Regions from separate parts of the Mus musculus genome. Here regions 2, 3, 4, 5, 6 and 7 are each linked to region 1. Evidence: chromatin contacts called from public ChIA-PET, Hi-C, HiChIP or PLAC-seq, Micro-C and promoter capture Hi-C data. All regions are on one chromosome and are shown on one strand. The core of a region is the stretch at or near the end of the contact, and the rest is flanking DNA. Distances in the headings are between cores, read along the strand shown.

Region 1 (3,173 bases), core at 230-2,729:
CTTCCAGCCGTGTTACCAAGCGTCTAACACAAGACTGGCTGGTGCCGGTGCTGGGTATTCTTCGTGAGGCTTGAGATGAAAGACGTGGGTGGAGCCTGCTAGCTACAGCTTTGGTGTTTTTTTGTTTGTTTGTTTGTTTTGTGTGGGGGGTGGGGTGGGTGCGGGCGTCTATATTGCTTAGATTGGCCTCGGGTTTTTGATATTTTTTTCTCAGTCTCAAAGATGCTAAAATTACAGGCCAGCCACTGAATACTCAGGACAGAGTATACAGTGATTGAATCGATTGCTTGAATGAAGATATGACCCAGAAGCAATGCCAGCCATTATTGTTGCTGGGCTGATTGATTGGATAGCAGAATGTGATTTCTGCTTTCTCCTTAAAAAAAAAAATCTCATCCACTTATGGGGGCTGTAAATGGATGCAAGGGTTTGGTTTGTTTTGTTTTCCATGAAAAGATAACAGTGAAATAGTTGGCAAAGGATTTGTAGGCAGAACGCATTTGCATCCCACGTGCCCTGACAGCTAGCAGAGCCCTCAGTAAATACTTGCAGAGGGGACAAATCACACTTAATTTTCCGGGAATGGGGGCAGGCAGCATGAAGCTCCCGAGAGAATAGCGGGGGCAGACAGCCTGGGATTACATTTTATCCACCATAATCCCACAAATCCAGAAGCCACCCGGACAACAGTTTAACTGGACTGAGCCTTACAGCTCCCCACAAGCTGCCCAGAACCACAGAGCTCCCGAGTCGGTGTATTGTTCGGGGGTGGGGGTGGGGCTTTTTGTTTTGTTTTGTTCTTTGAGGCAGGGTCTCACTATGAAGCTCGGGTGGTACATTGGAGAGAGCAATCTTTGGAGAGAGCCAAAAGGGGACTGTCAATCATCCGAAGTAGAATCCACTTGACGTCTCCGGCTCACCCATTCACAACTCCTCCTTTTTACTCTCAGGAACTTTTATTACGGAAAATTAAAAGGTAACAAAAGTGGGGGTAACGTGTTAGAAAGAAGCCCCCAGTATCAAGATGACCAAGCCACGCCGCATCTCGGCTCATCTCAGAGGCTAAATCTCCTTGCAAACGCAGACACAACCGGGAGCGACCGGAATCCGGGATTCACCGGGAGGCCCCAGGGGCTCCGTAGCGCGGCCACGGTCACCTCCTCTTCCCGCACGGCGTGGGTCACCTCGGCCTGGTGGCGTTCCTGACACTCCACCGGTAGTCCGGGGTGATGCGTGAGTGAGTCTCTCGGCGCCGGGCCCCCCGAGAGAGGGAGCGATCGCCCGCCACTTCCTCTTTCTCGCTCTAAGACGCCCTCTCTCCAGCCTGCTCCTTGGGTGGAGGCGGGTGCCCGCAAGCTCCACCCATGGGCGTGGTCAGCCAGGGGGCGGGGAAATACCCATATTTGGCCTTATATGGGCACTCACGTCACAGGACGCGCACTCATTCACATAAAACGCTGCGCTGCCGGCGGAATCCCCAGCTTTCTGGGGCAGCGAGCGGCGGGGCCGGGAGCCCAGCGAGCGGGGCGTGGAGAGCGTCGCGCGGCCCCTCGCGCCGGGCTCCGTTTGCAGGCCACAGCCCCCGCGAGGTGGCCCGCCCGTCCTCTGGCAGCTGTGGGGCGCGCAGCGTCGGGCCGCTGGGTGGCAGCGGCATGAAGGTCACGTCGCTCGACGGGCGCCAGCTGCGCAAGATGCTCCGCAAGGAGGCGGAGGCGCGCTGCGTGGTGCTCGACTGCCGGCCCTACCTGGCCTTCGCCGCGTCGAGCGTGCGCGGCTCGCTCAACGTCAACCTCAACTCGGTGGTGCTGCGGCGGGCCCGGGGCGGCGCGGTGTCGGCGCGCTACGTGCTGCCCGACGAGGCGGCCCGCGCTCGGCTGCTGCAGGAGGGCGGCGGCGGTGTGGCGGCGGTGGTCGTGCTGGACCAGGGTAGCCGCCACTGGCAGAAGCTGCGGGAGGAGAGCGCCGCGCGCGTCGTGCTCACCTCGCTGCTGGCCTGCCTGCCCGCCGGCCCGCGGGTCTACTTCCTTAAAGGTGAGTTCGTCCGGGAGCAGACTGCCCTTTGCCACCCTCCCTTGCTCCCCTGCACCCTGTGTTACCAGGCCCCAGGGTTACCTCCCTGCATGGGAACTCTGGACCGGAGAAAGTCACCACTTGCGGGAGTATGCACCCCGGGGTTTGACGTGCGCTTGGGAGGTCCTTGCAACACGTCAGCGCCCAGGGCTTCCTTCTCCCCACCCGCCTTTCCTCGAAAGCGTCTGGCATCCTGTCTGTCCTCTGGGTTGGGTGGGCTGGGAAGGTGCTGCGGGCGGTGCTCCCTAATAGTTCCGGGGGCCCAGAGCTCATGCTGGTCATTGGCGCCGTTGGCAGGCCACGGGGGTCGGAACCTTTCTGTACAGATCAGCGCGATCAAACAAGTTGAGACCCTCCCCCAGGAGAGTGGCGCCGCGGTGTCCCCTTTCTTCCCGCCTAGACAATTAGAGCACGTTAGGCTGTGTCTTGGTGGGCCTCTTGCCTTTTTGACCCTGGCAAGTCCCTCCCCTTCCTCTCCCTTTATTGCTTTTTATTGTTATCCTCCAGCCTCCTCCTCCTCCTCTCCCCAAATAGGCCGTTCTCAAGCTTAATTTGGGAACTGACAGCTTTCCCACCCCTTTCATCCTGTCATCCCCAGCAGGGGATTATCCTCAGAGACTACCAACCGGCCAACCTAGTTAAGAGAGGTGCTGCAGAGGCTGCAAAGATTCAGAGGAGATTCTGAGGCCTTTGATTTTAGGCCTCCGAGAGCTGCCTGCAGGCCCGACTTATTTCACCTGCTGTCGAGATAACTTTGGCTTCCGGTTGTGGGTGTGTGATTACTCTCAAACCCCACATCATTGATTTCTGGGTCATTTCCTGTGACTGCTCCTGCCTTCTAACCTCAAAAGTATGGGAACACTGGCCTGGGTGCAGGGGAGAGAGCTCTCAGATAGGGCCCCAAAACTCTGATGACTTGTCCAGGAACTCTGTTACGGTTCAGAATTCAGGTGCAGTGAGCTGAAGACCCAGTGTCAAAGCCATGCAAGTTGGAATTTCACACACTGTAGGCCAGGAAGATCCCAAGGCAAGTGGGTAGCTTCCCAGCTAATTAACACCTCTTGCTAACTGTTCCTTGTTGATCCCATTGGGAGATAACAGGT
Region 2 (3,173 bases), core at 384-2,883, 510 kb before region 1:
ACCTCTCCTCTCCTAAACGGAGCAGCGTCAACAAGCGTAAGCAAAGTGTGACAAACGCCACAGTGTAGCCAGGCCACTGGACATTTCCCAGGTCCCATAGGTAGGTCATGTGATGGGAAGGAATGGCTGGGTCAAGATTTAAATGGAAGAATATTCTCCAGCCGGGCGTGGTGGCGCACGCCTTTAATCCTAGCACTTGGGAGGCAGAGGCAGGCGGATGGATTTCTGAGTTCGAGGCCGGCCTGGTCTACAAAGTGAGTTCCAGGACAGCAACACTATATATACAGAGAAATCCTGTCTCGAAAAAAAAAATCTCTCAGTAATTCCTCCCTTTGCTAGAAAGGTAGCAGTGTTGACAAAGGAGCCCAGGTCAAGTCCCTCATCAACAGGAACTCTCTACTACATGACCTCAGACCTAAGACCTCACAGAAGCAGGCCCGAGGCTTTACGACGCACTGCCATCACAGGTGTTGGCTCTAATGAACCAGTGGATAAAATCACCTCTCTGCCCCAGGATTAAATTTAAGAAACAAGGGCTGGCAAGATGGCTCAGCAGGTAAGAGTACTGACTGCTCTTCTGTAGGTCCTGAGTTCAAATCTCAGCAACCACACGAAGGCTCACAACCATCTGTACAGCTATAGTGCACTCACACACATAAAATAAATAAATAAATCTTTAAAAAAATAAAATAGCTTTTAAAAAATAAGGTTTAAGAAACAAAACAGGAGGCCGATTTGAGGAGGTATGATTTTTCAGGAGAAAAAAATACAGTTTAGGAAAATCTGATTCGTGACTTCCAGAAAGAGAACCACATACCCCGCCAAAGCCTCATATTAACAAATTCGCTTCGACAGAATGTGACCCTTTGTCTAGGCCAAGTCAAAGAACAGGGCCTTTCAGATAAGAAGAAAGATAGGATTTCTGAAAGAAAGCCCTGGCCCCATCCAGTGGCTGTCCTGGCTTGAAGCTGCGGATGCCCAGGGATCCCGGAATCTGCCTGAGACAGCACAGGAAAGCATTTACCGATCACCTCTGTAAAGGCTCCTGGGGCCTTGTTCTGGGATTAGAGAGAACCAGAGAGGCTGACCACTCAAGTGCCAGGTCCTTGCATAACCCTGCACTTGGGGCTCGTCTGGTTCATCTCCACTAGGGAACAGTGTGGGTGTATTTGTATTTTGGAAAGTACACAAAGGACAGAATTCAAGATTCCCCTTCATAACGCCCGCCCTCCGTTCTCCACGCCTAGGAGGAATTCCACCAACCTTGAATCAGGCTGAAATGTAACAGTCAGGAGTCGCAGAGAACAGAGCCTTTCTATTGCTGAGGAGGCCGCTGAGCAGGTCACACACAAAGCAGCCCTTCCTCCCTGTCCCCAGAGGCCTGGCAAGGACACAGAGCCCCACTTAATGGAGTTACCCCAACAATGCAGTGCCTCTCCACAGGAACTGAAAGAGGAAATGCACTTCTGCTGGTGCAGTCCTCATCACCCCTGGACCACACCCGCTGAGTCTTCTCTGCCTGCACAGTTCACACTTAGGGCACCGATGCTCAATTTCAGAACCTCTCACCCAGATTCGGGGATCCCCTGGTTTCTCTGTTCTCCCTCCTCCGATCCACACTCAAGAGCGCCCCTACTGGTCATACTGCCTTCTTGTTCCTGCTAACCAGACCTCATCTCAGCCAGACAGGGTGGGACACTGCAATCCTGGCTGGCAGGATTGCCCATTCAGAGTTATCCTCCACTATGATACCAAGTTTGGGCTGTAAGAGAGTCTCAAAAACTCCTGACTATGGGGGTCAAGGTCACCGGCAGGAAAGAATGACAGGTGGATGGCCTTGACTAATGTGCCCAAGGTGTGCTTTCTATGTCTCTGTCTCTCTTTACCCAGTATTCTCCAAATTCTAACTGCCCATAGTCCAACTAACTGCACTTCCTTGATCCTGCTGTCTTAGAAATCTCTCAGCTAGGAATACATTCCACACTCATACAGACCGATGCTGTAAATGACGAGAGCTTCACCACAGGTGGTCCTGAGCACTTGAAAAGTAGTTTATTATTATGTTACTTTATTCTTTTTTTTTTTTTTCAGTTTTTCGAAAAAGGGGTTTCTCTGTATAGCCCTGGCTGTCCTGGAACTAATGGTGTAGACCAGGCTGGCCTCGAACTCAGAAATCCGCCTGCTTCTGCCTCCCAAGTGCTGGGATTAAAGGCGTGCGCCACCACTGCCTGGCTTTATGTTACTTTCTTACTAGCCTGAAACTGTATTTCATTTTATCTCATTTTAATCACTTGCAATGTAGTTCTAAAACAGATACCCAAGATTCAGTTAGTAGAAGCCTTTCAGGTATGCTTAGGACAGCATGGGTATGTGAGACTACTTTGTCAACTATAACTTCTTTTTAAAAGATTTTACTTATTTTATGTATATGAGTACACTGTAAGCTGTCTTCAGACACACTGGAAGAAGGTATCGGATTCCATTACGGATGGTCGTGAGCCACCATGTGGTTGCTGGGATTTGAACTTAGGACCTCTGGAAGAGCAGTCGGTGCTCTTAACTGCTGAGCCATCTCTCTCCAGCCCTGTCAACTATAAATTTAATGAAAGGTAAATACAGATTAAATGCTCGAAACCATATTCGGACTGAGGTGTTTTATAAATAGAAACTACCATATATGAATGCTTCCTATAAAAAGTAACCTATACTCTTTATACTGATATGTGAAAATGATCATTTCTTCTGATACCCTGGTGTGACTAATTTATTAAGTATTTTACTATCTTACAACATGGCTGCACACACCTCACAAGTTCCTCCTGGATGGCGCTGGCTGGCCCTTCCCTGACACATGTGCAGGCCTTTATGTGTCGTCACATCTCTGTCGTGGCTTGTCTAGTTTTTTACTCTAAGGGGCCTCTCGTTCGCTCCTATAAAGGTGGCAGTAACAATAACAGCAACCCACACAGCGACACCCAGGGGGCAGAACCTGCCTTCAGCATTTGCTGACAGCAGCCCTGTGACTCAACCACGTAAGCTGAGACTCAGAATCTAACAACCATGCAGCTGGCTACACAGGCAAGTGTGGCATCCGGGCCTTTGACCCGAGGCCGTCCCCTGGGCCCACATGAGAGCTACCTGCCTCTGCATCTGTCCAGTATCAGCCCCTAAGT
Region 3 (3,173 bases), core at 229-2,728, 490 kb before region 1:
TAAGACCTCTGCTCCAGCCGCACCATAAGGCTGTTTCTAGTGACTGTCAGCCTAGAACTCTCACCACCTGCGGGAAGGAAAAAGTCTGCCCAAGCGAGAGCTGAACACAACTGGAGCTAGAAGTGAGACGGGGAAGACAAGTCTGGTGCCAGGATTGGTTCGACTATCTTTGGCTTCACTAACAGCCACCAGCCTCCATTTGCCTCCTTCAAGGAGTTCAGTTTGACCTTCTAAACTGAAAGGGGTCCTCATCTGTACACTGGATGGCACTGAAATTCTACCACTTCCGGAAGGCACCCTCCCTCTCAGCCTACCATCTGACGTTCACTGACCACCCCCAATACTGTGACTACGGATCCAGGATCCAGCAACGACTGTGGTGTGGTCCTCAAGCTGCCTCCGAACCTTTGACATTACATCATTATCCAATTGCCTGACTTTATTTCCAGCAGAAGACGTCCAGGAAGGTCTAACCACATGGACAATTACCCACACCACCCACCATCGTGCATATATAAACTTCTTGGTCACACTTAACACGCTGTGACAAGACCAGGTCTGGGTCAAGGTAGGCTTGAGATCTGTCCACTCACAGAAACAGGCATAATATGGTCGGAATTTCACAAGTCGGGCTGCGGTGCCTCATGTGTTCTTTCAAGACTCAACTGGTCTGAGAGGATGGGTACGCCCCTGTGCATCCCCTCAGAGTTTTAATTCTGGTTTTATGTTCTTAGCATCTCCCACTTTAAATAACCAAGTGTGCCTGGTTCGGGTGCAGAAGGGATACACTAAAGCATGTTCAACATGAGTCTGGGAAGTGTCTTCTCACTTCCTGTGTCCAAGAAGAACCCAGAGCAGGCTCCAGGAGGATTTTCCGGAAGGCTATGCCTATCTGTTTCCTGATACAGCCCCTGAGACCATTTGGGTGGGGAGGGCACAACGGCTGCCTGTCTCTGTTGGGAGTTTGAATCAAGAGGTAAAATGCAGTCATCAGAATGATCAGGGTTGTAACTTTAGATCGCCGCCGTGGAGGAAGGAAAAGGGCAGGGGCACAATCACTTCTGGGTACCCGGGGTGGATCCAAGAGGGACCAACTTCCTGCAACAGCAGGGCCTCCCCTCAGGGTCGGGGGTGGTAAGGATCACCGCTTTCCCGGGACCAGCGAGGCAGTTCCTCGGTCACACTGGTCCCTGGACCGGCTCCGGCCGCCCGGAGGTGCCCGGGGGCCCCGCCGGAAGCGAGCTGAGTCCTGCCGGGCTGCACAGATCGTTCCCCGGTTCCCGCTGGGGCAACCCCCGCTAGCCAAGGCCATCCCCGGACGGCCGCGGGCCCGTCGCTGCTCGCCCTCTCGTCCCTACCCTCCCGGGGGTGCAGCTCGCGCGCCGGGCGCCGGATGCCGGTCAGCCGGCACAGTCCCCTCACCTTACTCGCGGCGGCTTTCTGGAGGCTGCCATTCGGCGGTGACGTGCCCCAGCCCACGTCAGGGGAGCGCAGACCAGCTGATCACCCACGGCCAGGCGCGCGCACCGGGCAGGCCACTCCTCCCCTCTGTGGCGTGCTCACGCAGAGGCTCCGCCCCGCTGTAAACCCCGCCCGTTCACCGGAGTGGGCGTGGCCGAGTGTCAGAATTCCAAAACCTTTGGGCTGTTGCTTGGAGAGGGTGTGGTGTTCTGTGCAACCAATTGGGAGAGGCGCCGGTCAGTCGTCACTGATCTTCCTCTCCATTTAAGAGGAAGGACAGGCGTTTTGCCAGCTAAGGAAGCTGCATGCTTCTCCGGTTTGTTCCAGCTTTTAGGTCAGCTAAGACGAGAGAGTCGTGGCCAGCTCTGCAAGAACCTATTTTAGGGTCCTGGAGACACTGACTGGATCAGGATATAACTTGCTGAGACCTTAGAGATGTCTTCCAAATGATTATTCCCAACAGCTTCAAAACTTACTGCTCACTTGGGCTAACGATCGGGCGTTAAAGCGTCCAAACCTAGCTCCTAACCCTATGTACAAACAAAAACATTCTTCACGTAGGGCTTTTTCATCTCAGTCGGTGGCTATTCCATGTTTTAAGGGCAAAAATCTTGACGTAATATCTGCCTTATTCCCCGGTCCATGCCCCATCTGCCCAAGATCCGCTTGGTCCTGGCTTCAAAGTAGATCCGTAGCCCCACCCACTTCCATCACGTCACCTATCTGGGGTGCATCACTTCCACCTCACCTGTGTGACGCCTGCATAGAAGCCAGACCGAACCTACCCTGAGGTGTCCACTTGACCATTCTAGAATCGCCTGGGAGAAAAAGCCCCTGGGCCTGGCTGGAGGGTTGTCTTGTGTTATTTAAGACGGGCAGAACCACTCCCTAGGTAGAGGATTCTAGACTGTATAAAATCAATGGAAATGAGCTGAAGACGAGCATGAATATATTACTCTCGCCTCTTGACTACCGATGTAAGGCCTGGCTCCCTGACTAGATGAACGGAAACTGGAAGCCGAAGAAGTCCTTTACCCCTCAAATTCCTTTCGCCAGAATGTTTTATCACAACGACGGGAAAAGAAACTAAGCAGTCCCCATTTCATTTGGAGTGACTCTTCTTAATCACAGCTCACAGGTCACCTCACTCCACCTAAGCTGGCCTTCCCTATCTTTGACACTCACAGTCCCGTCAAGTGTCACCTCCTCGATGAAACCTGCTTAAAGCTGTAAACCGCTTGGACCCATCCGGGCCCCTTTCCCACAGCTTCTACTGTTGTTCACCGGAGTTCATCTTCTGAGGATAGTCTCTCTACCCTGCACACATACTATAGCCATCAGAGCAAGAGTTGTTTCTGTTGCTTAAAAATGGGCAGGAGGGCTAGAGAGATGGCTCAGCGGTTAAGAGCACTGACCGCTCTTCCAGAGGTCATGAGTTCAAATCCCAGCAACCACATGATGGCTCACAACCATCTGTAATGAAATCTGATGCCCTCATCTGGTGTGTCTGAAGATAGCTACAGTGTGTATATATATATATATATATATATATATATATATATATATATATATATAATAAAATCTTTTTTTTTAATGGGCAGAAGCTGACAGTCATCCTCACGTGTTTGCTGCTGAAATAAATGTCCCCAGATTGCACACTTCTCCGGCACAGTGGCTCTCTTGTTCATTGTTATGTCCCTAGTGCTTAGGAC
Region 4 (3,173 bases), core at 249-2,748, 450 kb before region 1:
CTTCAATCACAGCCGCTCAGATGTTCTCAGCTATAGCTCACTCGTATAGCCAAGTCTAACTGGATAAGACAAAGTGTTCCTCCTGAGTCCCCCCATTTTATACAGAGAGAAACAATGTGTAACTCGGTGCTACAGAGTAGCAATTTGCTGAGGCACTCTGTTTTGAACACACTACTCTGAGTTGTTTCTTCTCCCATTGTACAAGTCCTGAGCGCCCTTTGGGGAGTATCGTATATATTCTCACTCCCTTTTATACACGCACTTTTATATTACTCAAGATAGATAAGCAACCCTAATCTGTGTTGTGCAATGACTCAGACACAATGGAAATCTATTTGCCAGTTGCCTAACGCCGTGCTGCAAGTGTTCTTGGTCACTTGGCAGCTCAACTCCACGGTCTGCGCAGTGACACCTTTCCTGGGGAAAGTTCATCGTCTTGTATACCCACCTTCAGGAGGTAACGAGGACATAAAGGACTGTATTTGCTGACTACAACTTCTGGCCCCCAGAATGTCCCCATTATTTCCACTAGTGTCCCACTGGCATTAACTCAGTCATGTGATCTCTCCCAATTATGAGAGGAGCCAAAAAAATATTAGTCCCTGGCTGAGCACACTTTTTCCACCAACAATTCTGTAGTTCCAGAGGTCAGACTCTTTCTGGCCCGCTGCCTGTTTTTTGTAAATAAAAGTGTCTTGAAACAGAGCCATGCTCATTCATTTGCGTATGATCTATGGCTGCTTTTACGCTAATACAGTGGAACTGAGTAGTTGCAACAGAAGCCATATGATCCTCCAATCCTAAACTATTTCCTATTTGGCACCTTTACGAAAAACAAAAATTGTCAACCTCTTGGCTGTAGTTTGTATCTTGACAGTCCTCCAAAGGCCTGTGCATTACAGGAACCAGTCTCTGGTACTCTTGGGAGGCAGTGATACTCTTAGGAAATAGAGCCTAGTATAGGGAGCTACACTGGGAGGCTTGAAGGAGATATTGAGAGCCTTCCCTTCCCCTTCATTTCCTAGCAGGGGTGAAGTAGGCAGCTCTTCCATCATGAGTCCCTACCGGGATGTACTTGTGTTACATCGGGCCCCCGTGACGGCCAAAATACCAAGGGTCGAACCCACTATAGCCATGAGCCAAAAGCAACCTTTCTTCCTTAAAATTGACTCATCACAGGTTGCCCTCACAGAAAGCTGCCAACCATATCTTCTCTTCCCTATAAAGTCTGGTGCTTCTGCTACGGTCCTGCACCATCCTAGGGCCCACCAGCTGGACGCTTAAAAAGAAAGCCAACCTCACAGAAGGCAACGAGAAAGTTGAAGAGAAGCCTGTTGACCTCATTTGAACCCGAAGCCAGCTGCCTCGAGCCTCTCATTTAGTTGATCCAATATGTGCCCTTCTCCACTTAAACTGGGGTTTCCCGTCTCGTCACAAAGGGCTCTACGTGAAACCCCGCCCTCTAGCAACAGCGGGCGCTGTAAGAAACAGTCTTCTTATGATTAAGACATAGAGACGGAACCAGCTTGATTTAATACCGAAATGGGTCTGACATGAACCATGGCCAAGTCAACAGAGACAGGCAACCAACACGTGACACTTGCCTGCAAGCTTTTCTGAGACACGGATGGCTGAGAGCCAGCTCTAAATATTTCACGTCTCTGTCTGAGTTGATCAGGTTTCCCAAAGCAGGTGAGGCGAGAGTAAGAGACACAGGTTCAGCGAGGCAGCTGCTTGGTGATCCCGAAGTCCCCGGGATAAAACTTGGCCAGAGAAACAAAGGCAGAGATTTTTTTTTTAGTCCAGCCTGTCCTGGAAAGGCACTGTCATCTCACGCAATGGAACTTAACAAGCAGCCCCTCTTTTAGGCCAAGGCCTGGGAGCTCGCTGCAGGTGTACTGGCAGGGTATGGAGGGCTGGCAGAGGCCAGGTGGCTTTGTCCCTCTGGTGCCTCCTCCTTAGAAGCTGCTCATTACTGCAGGAGCTGGTGGTGTTATATAACAGAGGCTCAGCCTGATTCCACTAGAGTGAACAAGAGAGAGGAAAATACCCAAATAGCTTAAACACACCGCAGACCGGGAGACTGTAGAGAGAACCCTTTAGATTTCGACCGACTGAAGTCCTTGTGCGCTCCAGACGTCCTCTGAGATGCTCCTTACAAAGGCAAACACTCGTCCATGATAAGAGCCTTTTAGAGGAGAGCCAAGAGTAGGAATGCCTATGTTTCTAATAATTCCTGCCATTAGCCAGGCAGCGTCCTTTCATGATTCTCTAAGAGCTTAGCAAACATTTTCTGTGAAATAACTTCACCCCCCTACCCTGTACACATACAGAGAAGGGTGGGGGGAGGAGGGAGAGAGAGAGAGACAGACAGAGAGGAGACAGAGAGAGAGACAGACAGAGAGAGAGACACAGAGAGAGAGACAGAAAGAGAGAGAGACAGAGACAGAGAGAGAGACAGAGACAGAGAGAGAAAGAGAGAGAAAGAAAGAGGCTATGCTTACATTTAAAGATTGCCCTCTGAATAAGCAAAAGGAGATTATACACACTCCCTTTTAATTAACAAACATATCCACCTGTAATTAAATGTCCCCTGAGACATGAAGAAGAGATTTAACCCTTTGTAAAAGCATGAGAACGCCGTGTAAAGGACGTAGCTTCTTCGCTAAGGTATGTAGGGCAAGAACGCTCTGAGAGATGAAGTAGGAAAACACAGAAGCCCTGGGTGTGTGGCTGTCTATGCCTGGATGGAGCTCATCAGACCCATCAAAGCCCCCCTGGGTCAACCATGGGATCTCAGGTTAGAGGCACCTCAGAGGAAGTTTTATTTAGGAAAATAAATAGCATCCAGAGGCAAAAAGAAAGTTTAAGCTATGGTCCTCTATGAGAAAACACAAGGCTGAATTGAGCTGAGAGGGTGAGGCAAGTTTAGAAAAGCAGGTCAGATGCTGAGAGAGTCAGGCAGAATGCTCACGTACTACGTAAATGAGGCAACCGCTTTTGGGAGGGAGTCGGGTTTTTTTGTTTGTGGCTATAGGACAGACAGACAAATACTCAGTGCAGGCCAGCAAGCTGCACACTCAAGTTAGAGCTGGCATTTCTGACTTCGGTCTGAAATTGATAAGAGTTAGCTAGCAAATTAGATTTTTAACTCCAGCAGAGTTTCTCAAGTG
Region 5 (3,173 bases), core at 491-2,990, 420 kb after region 1:
TTCTTGGTTGTAAGAATACTGTATTCTGCAGATTCTCAACTTCGAAATTCTTAGCAAATTTATGTTAGGGTCTGCCTAACTGCAGACCTATAAATGACTTCTAGATAGTACTAAAGTTGGAATATGAATAGGAAAGAAATGTGTACATAGCAGAATCTTAACAATTACCAAGCAGGTAAATGGACACACATCACAAAAGGTGACAGCTGACTACAACAGTAAACCTCAGGAGAACAGGATTACTTCATTTTTTTTTCTGGAACATAGGTAGAGAAGGTAGATTTGTACTTTAATTTTCGTTTGGTTAGGTATAAGCATATTTCAATTTACCTGAAAATTGTTCTTTTTTTTTTTCTTGCACCTTTAGGAATCCAATCTGTAGTTATCAGAACGATTGACTTCTTGACTCCAAACGTCCACAGAAGGAACTACATGAGACAATGTCTTGGAGACACATAAAGCATTTTAAATATTTTTAAAATGTCCTTTAAAAGGATATTCACAATCGTAAACACCCAGGACTAACTACTTCAATATACCCTAACCCAGACTTCTAGTTGAAGCTTACATAGAGCTCAGAAAGGGGAGGCAGGACAGAAAGGGAAGAAAAATCAAAGATGAAAGGGAAGGTTTTGCTTTGCGGGTTGGCTCAGGGAAGTCATCTTTTTCTTTGATAGCTGGGGTGGAAACCGGTTTCTTTGGTTCCCAAAATTTGGAGTTTCTAAAGGCCAGGGAGTGAAAGTACTGTACTCGACAGGAACTCGAGGAGGCGTGCACCGTGCCCCACTGTGCAGACCTAGGGACTGCGGGCCTGGCCTCGCCCGGCGGCCGATCCGGCTGCCTCGCCCTACAGGGAACCTCAGAGGGGCGGAGGGAAGGCTGGCCACCGCCCCACCAGCCGGAAAGGAAACCCTCTGCCAGCGGAAGCGGCCCGGGGCCTCCGCTTAGTCTTCTCCCAGCTCCCTCCCTGCGGTTCATCCGGCCTGGCCGGCCCTGCTGTAGGGCGTCAGGGACACTTACCTCACTCGTCAGCTCTGGGAGAGGAGGCACCCCCTGGGGCGCAGGCGGGGTCCGGCTACTCCCACCTCCTGGCCATGACCCTACTAGGAAGTGCAAGCGCAACTTCCGGTGCGAGGGAGTTTTGAAGCCCTAAACTGTAGTTCTAGGTAAGCGATCAGGGGCTCCGTAAAGGGTCTGGCAAGCAAACCGGCAGTTCCCGATCGCGAATTAACTCGCCCAGTGTGGACTGTGTGTGTGCACATCCTCCGTAAGTATACTTACAGGTGCATCCCTTTCCAGACCGCTCTGCTGTTGCCTGGGGTAACGGGGAACCAAAAGCAGGAAAAACGTACGTCAAACGGGTGACAGGAAACGCCTCCTGCCATCATCAATTATGGCTGCCTGGGCTTCAACCGTAACTTCCGACTGGGAGTCGTTTCTCTACCCGGCTGGAGGCTTTTCTCTGTGGCGGAGCTAGCCAGCGGCGCCCAGTGGGCGGGAGACCGCGCACTGCCGCGGAGGAAAGGAAAAGGGCGGGGACAGGGAAGCTGGCGCCAAGGTTTCCCTCTGATTGGGTGACTGCTTTTGCTCTGGCTCCGCCCATCCCTCCTCCCTAGCGAATGCCCAGGCTCGCTCAAGGGGGCTGGGGCGGGGCGATTGGAGCCAGAGTGTGTGGAGGGGCGGGGCGAGTGGGGGAGGGGCGGGGGGGCGGTGGCAGGGGAGCGTCGCTCGGGGAGCGGAGGACGAGGAGGAGGAAGGAGGTGAGCAGGGATGGTGGAGTCCGGGCTCCGGACGGCAGCCTGGGGCGGGAGCGGCACAGGAGCGCCCGTGGGCCGGTTCTCTGCTTTCCTGCCTGTCGGGGGGCCCGGCCGGCCGTCGGTAAGGGGAGGCCCACACGTCCTGACAGGCGCGAGCCGCCGGAGCCGGGGCGAGGCCTGAGGGGTCGGGGCCCTGGGAGGCGCCGCGGCCGCTTTCCGGGGTGCCACGGCCCGGGGCGCCGGAGCCTCGGAGCCGCTGCCCGCGCGGGGCCGGCGGGCGGGACACGGGGAGCGGCAGGCTGCCCCCTGACAGCGCCGGGCCGGGCCTACTGCGGAGCGGGCGGCCGGGACAGCGCCGGGGCGCGGGCGCGGGCCCGGGGCGGCGAGTCAGTCGCGCTCCGGCTGCTCCGGTCTCTCGGCGCCTCCCGGCCGGGACTGCGGGGCTGCCCGGGTCGCGAGGACGCTTGGCGCCGGGCGGGCGGGCGGGCGGGAGGGCGGGCGCGGCCGTAGGGCTGTGGGGTGGGGTCTCTGCGCCTCCACCCCAAAGTCCTCGGCGCTGAGCGGTCTCCTCCTCGCAGACCCTGCGGGACGAGTGGTGGGTTCGGCGTTGGGTGTGTTGCCGAGTGAAAGGAGTTGTGGCCGCAGAGACCGCCCTGCTAAACACGCCTGGTGGCAATCTCCGTGTCGGCTTTGAGGGCTGGAGGAAAAGTAGTGTAACTCCCCGCCCCCAGCTCGGAACGCAGGAGGCTGCAGGGCAAAAAGATTTTCCCCCTAGCCCCTCGGTATCCATTGTTTTGTACCATCCCCTCCCCCATGCCTAGGTAGAAGAATAAGGACTCCAAAGCAGTAATTCGCCCGCCTCTCTCTCTCTCTCCCTCTCCCCTCGCTCCCCCGTCCCTCTCCGCAGAGGTTTGTGTTAACAGTGCAAGTGGGGGGTTTACAAACAGGTGGAATTGCTTGTCTATTTGGGAATCGGAAAGAAGATGCTTTTGGGGTGTGTTTTTTTTTTTTTTTTTTTTTTTTTCATCTCATCTCACCTTTACATTTGGGAGATTCGATTTTCTTCCCATTGGTTTGTATCATTATGAAGGTGATGAAAATAAAAGAGGAAACCCTGTTTTGCGACCTATCCCCACAAGTATTTTTGAGGACTCAAGGGAAGTAAAAAATCAGCTTGCAAATGTGGACTGTGTGGTACATTGGTCTGCAGCAGGATGGTTAATCTGGGAGCTTACACCGGTGTAATCGCGTACACTCTTTGTGGATGTCAGAAGTTCTAGCATCTACCCGGAAGGATTGCCGAATCAAAAACTTAGCTGTTTTTCAGAATCGAATGGTAGACTTGTGCAAGCAAGTGTTTTTGTGTGTAAGTCATCAGCCCTGACAAAGATGTTTGATTTTTAAAGACCTGCGTTT
Region 6 (3,173 bases), core at 343-2,842, 390 kb before region 1:
CTTTTTAGAAAAAAAGCAAATGGGTGATAGTGGCAGACTAAAATTTCTATAGCTTTAGTCCAGTGGAGAGAGAAAAGGAGGATAAATGAATTGCAGCGTTTGCCAAGAACGCTATTCATTTGCCACACTTCGTATGTGGGAAGAGGAAACTACATTTTAATTAGCACATTTTTTTTTGGGAAAGGGGATGAAGATGAGGAGGCTGGCGCGAAGTATTTGAGGGGGAAGAGAGCCTGCAGATGAGGAAGGAAATGAAGTGGCCTGTCGCCAGTGCCTTGGAAAGGACGGGAGATAAGGGTGGGGAAATGAAGTTTGCTGTGTGTGTTAGGGTGGGGTTAACCCCAGGGACCATGAATCACTAGAATGGTGTTGGGAGGAGTGTGCTTGAGGGTGAATTCGTGCAGTGGAGAGGGCATGTGTGCCGGAGTGGTGTGCAAGTCGTGGGTGGCAGAGGAGAGCAGCGAGCGTGTGCCTGGAGGTCTATTTCGAGAATAGGTTGGGGTGAGAAACCCGTCTGGGAGGCGGGGGTGGGCAGCCCAGTGTCACCTGTGGAGGGATCCCCGACTCTGCAAATGAGTGTTGCAAAGTTTGCCTGGCTTTAGACAGATTTTGAAGGCTGCTGGCGGAGCCTAGACTTTTCATCTCCCAAGAGGTCAGCTCTCAGAAGGTTTAAGAGGCAATTAGCCAAAGTAGGAGTGCAGAGTTTGGGCTGGTCCAAATGAATATAAAGGCCCTTGCCCCGTCCCTCTGTGGGAGTGAGTGAAGGCGGGAGGCTCCCCCAAACGCAAATATGCTGAAGAGAAAATCGAGGCCCCCTCCTGTGGGAGCCGAGCTGAAGTCCAACTATTGTGGCCTCTCCCCCCAAAAACCCAGCGGCCTCAGTGGGCCACAGAAGCTCAATCTGAAAGCTACGGCTCAGCTGAGATTCACTGGGTGGGGGAAGCACGTTAGGACTGGGGAGGTAGATGTTTCCGTGGCGTCACCCTCCCACTCTCAATCGGGTTTCTCTCGGGGTCGTTTCCTTCTCCGGCAGCGGATCGGAGCTGCACTGAGGGAGGAAGACCTTGCAGAGGCGCCAGGCAGGCGCCCTGCAACAGGCCCTCCGCCTGCGGAGCACGTAGGCCCCCACTGCCGCAGCTGCACGGATACGGAGCTTGCAGCTCGAAGGGGGGCCTCGAGGGGCGGGGCCAGAGATCTCAAGGGGCAGCAGAGGCGGGGCCTGGACCTGCGAGAGCCTGTTGGGGGCGTGGCCTATTAGGAGCGGAGCAAAAACGCTGGGCTGGCGAAGGGCGGAACCAGGGGCACGCTTTTGAGCTACGAGGGCCCAGCCCGTACTGGGCGGAGTGAAGGCTGCTGGGGCGTGGCCTATAAGAGGCGGGGCTAGAGCTCTCGGGCCATGGGGCGGGGCCTTGAAGCTGGGGTACTAGAAGGGTCAAGCCTGTAGAGGGCGGAATCAAGAGCCCTGAGGCGTGGCCTGTGGTAGGCGGGGCCAAGGCGTTCAGGCCTGTGGGGCGGGGCCTTCGGGGTGCTAAGCGAGACTAAGCCTGTAGGGGGCGGAGTCCTGGACCCTGTGGAGGCGGAGCCCAAGGGGCGGGCCAGAGGGCGTTCGTGGGGAGTTCGGCTGGTCCCGCCAGAGCGCGAGGCGCCCGCCGGTAACGGTCGTGCGGGCGAGGGGCTGGAGGGAGAGGAAAGGGCTTTAAATGATGTTTTGAAGCAGCGAGAGCTAGACGCGTCGGCGACCAGGTGTCGCCACTTCCCGCTGCCGAGGGCTCGGCGTCCAGGTCCTGCGTCTCCACGCCCCCTCCCTTCCCGGCCCTCTCCTCGGGAACCGAGCGAGCGACGTTAAGAGGCGGCTGCGGCGGACCGGGCGGCCGCTGCAGCCCGGCGGTGGCGAAGGAGTGGGCACAAAGCCGGCTGCGCTGCGAGGTAATCCTGCGGGAGCGGAGGGCCCGGGGTCCCGCCGCGCTTCCCACGCCGAGGGGGCTTCGGACTGGCTGGCCGCGCGGCCTCAGGTGAACCGTGCTCGGGGCGGGAACGCGAGCCCCACGGGGCCGAGGAGTGCAGACCTGGGGGCGAGGAGTCGGGGTGCGGCGCCGCAGAGTGGGCCGGGACTCACCCGGGCGTCCCCGGCTTCCCCCAGCGAGGGCGTGGGATTGCAAAATCCTGTTCTGCGGGGAGCCTTGCTGACCCCGAAGGTGCTCGCGGGGACGGTGGGAGGTTCCCGCGCTTGGAGAAGGTGGAAGAAGACCGTGTTGATTTGTTGTTTTCTTTTTTCTTCTTCTTTTTTTTTTACCCCCTCGTGGCTTAAGAAACTTCAGTCACAAGTTGAAATTGTTCAACCACTTTATCTAATCAGTGTGACCCTCCCCAGCACACACACACTAAAAGTGCGCACGAGCACGCGCGCGCGCGCGCACACACACACACACACACACACACACACACACACACACTATAACCTTTCAAGCATTCCTGATACTTTATTCTTCCTTGCGGGGTGACAGCCCAGTTGGCAGCAGATTTGGTTTGCTGGTGTTTGGGGCACTTCCAACCTCTTTGGAGGTATGTAATAGCTGAGGCAAGGCCACTATTAAACCAGGCCTCTATTAAAATGACAAGAATGGCCTCAGGTGAACTTTTTTTGTTGCAGAGATTTAATTGCAAGTAGATGCCCGTTTAAAGTGGGAGTGTAAGGAAAACCACTAAATATCCTTGGCACATGTGCTCTTGGAATTGACTTTGCTAGAGTGGTGTGGGATTTAGCTCAGCCAAGAGGCTTTGAGTGAGGATTAGGAGCCAGGCTCAGGAAGGAATTGATAAGACTCTGGGGCTTGGGATGAGCTACATAAACATGTGTGAGTTCTTTACAGTGATTTATAAAATTATAGAAATTTTAGAGTTAGCAGTATGAAATGATTGCCTTTCTTAGAATGGACTCCATCCTCAGTGTGCTGAACATGTACTGATTTGGGTTTTGGCAGACTTCTAGTAAGAGTACAGTGTAATATGTCCTTTTAAAATGAAGTTACTTGACCAGTAGAATGACCTGTGTATTTAAGGTACAAGGCTGACTCATTGATAGAATTGTTTCTTTTCGAGCACTTCTGGAAGATGTTATAGCTAAATCTCCTTTGTGTCGGACTTAACTTGCAGGGTAACTTTTTTTTTTCCTA
Region 7 (3,173 bases), core at 292-2,791, 370 kb after region 1:
GTAGCATGTGCCAAGTGACGCTTTAGATGCTGGCCATGTGAGGAAGTCCCGAGCAAGAGCCGGTGATGACTACTGACTTTTGGGATTCTCTGTGAGCTCGCACAAGGCGTACTTATTACATGGGTATAATATATCTACAAAGCACCTCTCAAGCTCACCATACTAAGGGTGAGTGAGACACGGGGCTTGTGGGACAAGCCAGGACTGGGACTCAGATGAAACAATGCCGGGCAGAATGTCCTCAGTCCCTGCAGACTGGCTGGTGCTCCGCGGAATCAGGTTTCAGAAAATGGATCATACTGGCATGAGACTTGATAAAGACTGAGGGAGGCTGAGAGACTTGGATAAGATGTACCAGGCAGAGAGGCCATCTAGGAGAGACATTTCGAGATGATATGATAAAAGACCTGGCAAGACACAAGGGAGGATGCGGAGCAGTGAGCTGTCCAAGTGGGTTCAGGAGGACGGGTATCCAGGGGTTAGGGTGTGCAGACATAGCCTTGAAGCCTATAAGTCGCACTGTGGGCTCTAGGGTGTCTGCTGAGAAGCAGGCACTCCAGGGAGGCAGTGGGGAGCTTGTGAAGGTGTGTGTGTGTGTGTGTGTGTGTGTGTGTGTGTGTGTGTGAAGAACATTAGATAACACCAGGCAGTAAGAGCCGGGGTAGAAAGGCCCACGTTAGGGGATGGTGGTTGCTATCGAGCAGTTCAGTTCTGAAAAGACCAAGGGAAACATTCTGGTATTGCCATTCAGACTAAAGGTAAACATGGCCAGAGAAAGCAGGTCAGTCACTTTCCAGGTGCACAGGAAGAACATACGGTGCTGCACATTATCTCAGGCGATAACATCCGAGACAAAATGAAGGCTAGAGATGGCAGCCAGAAGGAAACGTCACAGAAGACAGCTAGAGAGGGCTGATTCAATACACAAACCATAGCCATGGTTGAGAAACCCAGCTTTGGAAAGAATGCAAGCACCATAGTGGCCTGGCTGGTTAGCAAAGGGACTTCAGTTTTTGTATCTCTTTATCTGGGAAAAGGGAGCGATTTTTATCTCAAAGGGGTTAGGCTTTTCCTGCGAGAAACTTCCTGAGCACGTGGACACACGGCAGGAGCCACGCGAGAGCAAGGACCAGCGGGCAGAAGTTAAGTAGTGGTTGCAGATTCTCCCAGACGCCCAGAAATAGTGGGGACCTCAGGAAATCCACAACCGCCCTAGAATTGGGCTGAGACGCCCTGTAGAGAGGACTGGCCGGTCTGGTCCACGAGCCGCGCCCCAGCCCCCAGCCCCCAGCCCGGCACAGCCCTCCGCCCGCTTTCACAACCCGGCCCTCTGCACTTAACCCCCACTCTGGCTGGTGGCCGAGCGGGTCCCAAGCCCAGCGCGCATGCGCCGACGGCGCCCCGCCCCCCTGAGCCCCGCCCCTATTTCCACGTCTCACTTCCCCTAGCTCTGCCTCGCCGCCTCGGCTGCAGCTCGGCCGCCACGATTGGCTGCGGGACGTCCTCCTCTCGGCCAATAGACGCCACGCCGTCGCCCCCGTGTTACTGGGTAGAACAAAACAAAAACAAACAGAGCGAGCGGGGCCAGAGGCGCTCCGAGGCAGCGGCGGCGGAGGCTGAGGAACGGGGTCGGGGCCCGGCGGACCGGAGACCCGGGCGAGCGGCGGCGGCCCGAGGGGGTCAGTACTGTGGGCGCGGCTCGCACGCTCGGGCGGGCGGCGTCCTCGTCCCTTAGGCCCGGGTCGGCGGAGGCTGCCGCACGTTGGGAGGGGGAGGGGGCGTGGAGGCCTCGCCGCGGGGGTCGGGACGCTCGGTCCCTGTCCACGCTGGCCCTGGAGCCCTCCGGCCACCGGCGCTCGCCCAACGCCCGGGGCTGCGGGGAGCTGCCGGTGCTCGCTCTCCGAGGCCGGGTCGGTCGGGCCGGGGAGCTGCAGCACGGGCCCGCCCCCTCCTCCGCAGCCCCATCCCCGGCGGCCGGGCGTGCGTGGCTGCGTGCGCTCGCGGTGAGAGGAGCCTCCGGGCGCCCGGTCCGACGCAGTTGGACGCGGGGGACGGGACGGTAGGAGAGGGGTGTCGTCCGGACGGAGATCCGGTGAGGGGTCGGTGCCCCGAACCGAGGCCTGGTCCGCCTCGGCCGGCCCTGCCCGCTGCCGGAGGGTTGGGGTCCTGCGGGACAGGCGTCGGTCGGTGCGGGCACGGGGCGGGGACAGCTGCCCTCCCGGCCCTGTGCCAACTCCTCCTTGCAGTCTCCTGTACAGGGTCCCTTAAAAAAAGTACAATACAACCTAGAGAAAACAAAGCCGAGAAGGGAGCCCCCTCTCTGTGAACGCATGCTGTGTCTGCTGCCCGTGGCTGTCCGCTACTGTAATGTACGTAGAGGGCGTGCTTTTTGGTTTTTGGTTTTGGTTTTTTGTTTTTGCTTTCCCTGAACAGCCTCAGAACTGCAGATGTAGGTCTCGCCTATCTTCCCCGAGCCCCTCCTTGGGAACTGGCTCTGTAAACCAGCCTCTGTAGTCGACTACCTGCTATGAATGATTCAAAATGCGGCTCCGGGCCTGGGTGAGGGGTGGGTGTGAGGCCTACGAGCTGCGTTTAAGACATTTTGATAGCTTCACAGCTGTAATACTCTTGATTTAAGAGTTTGAAATTTTAGGGGAAGGCCCTAGCATATATATTCGTGCTCGTATTTATATCCATAATATGCGTGCGATATCTATCTATATATCTATATCTATCTCGTGGTAAGAGTAGAGGAAAATAAAATACTTGTTACGGCTGCAAAAATAAATGTACATGGTTGCTCTCAGTAGTGGTTGCTTTTGCGTTATTGTTGTAGAGTGCTCTTAGCAGAATGCAAGTTGCTAATTAATGTGACTGCATCCCAGGGAAGAATTAAGGTCATTTTCTAGTTAACATGTGGTCTAAACTTGACTTCCAAAATGTCAAAGTAATTTATCGGGCATTTAGGAAATGCACTGGATAACAGTTAATTTCAGCTTAATCGTTTTTAGCTGTATACATAGCTTCCCCTTACCCCATGGGAAATGATTTTGTATAGATTAGTGTGGAGCAAATGGAATTTAGATTTTTTTGTTGTTGTTGTTGCTGTTGTTTTGCCTAAGGTTGAGGTAAGTATTTTAAGGATCGTTAAATTAAAAGAAAAAAAAAAGCCC

What was found. Promoter capture Hi-C pulls out the DNA fragments that hold promoters and counts their contacts. A called contact is a pair of places that touch in the nucleus more often than the background predicts. ChIA-PET counts read pairs in DNA pulled down with a chosen protein or histone mark. HiChIP or PLAC-seq counts read pairs in DNA pulled down with a chosen protein or histone mark.
Region 2: a contact with region 1 is called in a Micro-C map of embryonic stem cells, with 1.5 times the contacts expected there. The contact joins the enhancer-like site here to the promoter of Dusp5 in region 1. A contact is called at or near these places in 2 of 484 Hi-C or Micro-C datasets (both in embryonic stem cells) and 2 of 115 datasets of contacts at active chromatin or transcription factors (embryonic stem cells and pancreatic cancer cells).
Region 3: a contact with region 1 is called in a FOXA1 HiChIP or PLAC-seq map of pancreatic cancer cells. The contact joins the promoter of Xpnpep1 here to the promoter of Dusp5 in region 1. A contact is called at or near these places in 1 of 39 promoter capture datasets (cranial neural crest), 3 of 484 Hi-C or Micro-C datasets (CD8 T cells, cardiomyocytes and embryonic stem cells), 3 of 115 datasets of contacts at active chromatin or transcription factors (bone marrow-derived macrophages, memory CD8 T cells and pancreatic cancer cells) and 2 of 9 other capture datasets (adipose tissue and liver).
Region 4: a contact with region 1 is called in a Hi-C map of uterus, with 2.3 times the contacts expected there. The contact joins the promoter of 1700054A03Rik here to the promoter of Dusp5 in region 1.
Region 5: a contact with region 1 is called in a promoter capture Hi-C map of neural stem cells. The contact joins the promoter of Shoc2 here to the promoter of Dusp5 in region 1. A contact is called at or near these places in 5 of 39 promoter capture datasets (the C10 cell line, liver, neural stem cells and 1 more), 2 of 484 Hi-C or Micro-C datasets (embryonic stem cells and pre-megakaryocyte-erythroid progenitors), 1 of 115 datasets of contacts at active chromatin or transcription factors (pancreatic cancer cells) and 1 of 9 other capture datasets (adipose tissue).
Region 6: a Micro-C map of embryonic stem cells shows a contact between it and region 1, with 4 times the contacts expected there. The contact joins the promoter of Add3 here to the promoter of Dusp5 in region 1. A contact is called at or near these places in 4 of 39 promoter capture datasets (the C10 cell line, the SN4741 cell line, cranial neural crest and 1 more), 5 of 484 Hi-C or Micro-C datasets (CD4 T cells, CD8 T cells and embryonic stem cells), 3 of 115 datasets of contacts at active chromatin or transcription factors (effector CD8 T cells, memory CD8 T cells and pancreatic cancer cells) and 2 of 9 other capture datasets (adipose tissue and liver).
Region 7: an RNA polymerase II ChIA-PET map of memory CD8 T cells shows a contact between it and region 1, with 378 read pairs. The contact joins the promoter of Pdcd4 here to the promoter of Dusp5 in region 1. A contact is called at or near these places in 1 of 39 promoter capture datasets (pre-B cells), 3 of 484 Hi-C or Micro-C datasets (CD4 T cells, embryonic stem cells and regulatory T cells) and 3 of 115 datasets of contacts at active chromatin or transcription factors (effector CD8 T cells, memory CD8 T cells and pancreatic cancer cells).

What each region holds. Positions count from the first base shown.
Region 1 is chr19:53,527,666-53,530,838 of GRCm38.p6, forward strand. Dusp5 (dual specificity phosphatase 5) reads left to right here and starts at 1,480. Exons shown (of 4, transcript NM_001085390.2): 1 at 1,480-2,031. The coding sequence starts at 1,653.
Region 2 is chr19:53,018,723-53,021,895 of GRCm38.p6, forward strand. The region is part of intron 2 of Xpnpep1 (X-prolyl aminopeptidase (aminopeptidase P) 1, soluble); the gene reads right to left. Among named protein-coding and RNA genes, the nearest start is that of Mir6407, 9.6 kb to the left of the region's middle. Within about 2 kb of position 1,634, at least 133 of the 459 cell types and tissues checked have an H3K27ac peak or open chromatin away from gene starts, as enhancers often do. A contact at or near this core is called in embryonic stem cells, where this site is marked.
Region 3 is chr19:53,037,092-53,040,264 of GRCm38.p6, forward strand. It overlaps Xpnpep1 (X-prolyl aminopeptidase (aminopeptidase P) 1, soluble), which reads right to left and starts at 1,479. Exons shown (of 20, transcript NM_001374834.1): 1 at 1,423-1,479.
Region 4 is chr19:53,074,754-53,077,926 of GRCm38.p6, forward strand. 1700054A03Rik (RIKEN cDNA 1700054A03 gene) reads left to right here and starts at 1,499. Exons shown (of 3, transcript NR_045320.1): 1 at 1,499-1,692. All of the region lies in intron 1 of Gm30234 (a long non-coding RNA gene), which reads right to left.
Region 5 is chr19:53,943,136-53,946,308 of GRCm38.p6, forward strand. It overlaps Shoc2 (Shoc2, leucine rich repeat scaffold protein), which reads left to right and starts at 1,741. Exons shown (of 9, transcript NM_019658.6): 1 at 1,741-1,878. Bbip1 (BBSome interacting protein 1) reads right to left here and starts at 1,492. Exons shown (of 4, transcript NM_001195338.1): 1 at 1,021-1,492; 2 at 331-444.
Region 6 is chr19:53,141,164-53,144,336 of GRCm38.p6, forward strand. It overlaps Add3 (adducin 3 (gamma)), which reads left to right and starts at 1,593. Exons shown (of 15, transcript NM_001277100.1): 1 at 1,593-1,926.
Region 7 is chr19:53,901,810-53,904,982 of GRCm38.p6, forward strand. Pdcd4 (programmed cell death 4) reads left to right here and starts at 1,542. Exons shown (of 12, transcript NM_001168491.1): 1 at 1,542-1,679. Gm30990 (basic salivary proline-rich protein 2-like) reads right to left here and starts at 2,795. Exons shown (of 8, transcript XM_030251154.1): 1 at 2,774-2,795; 2 at 1-2,263. The coding sequence starts at 2,795. The coding sequence ends at 1,062.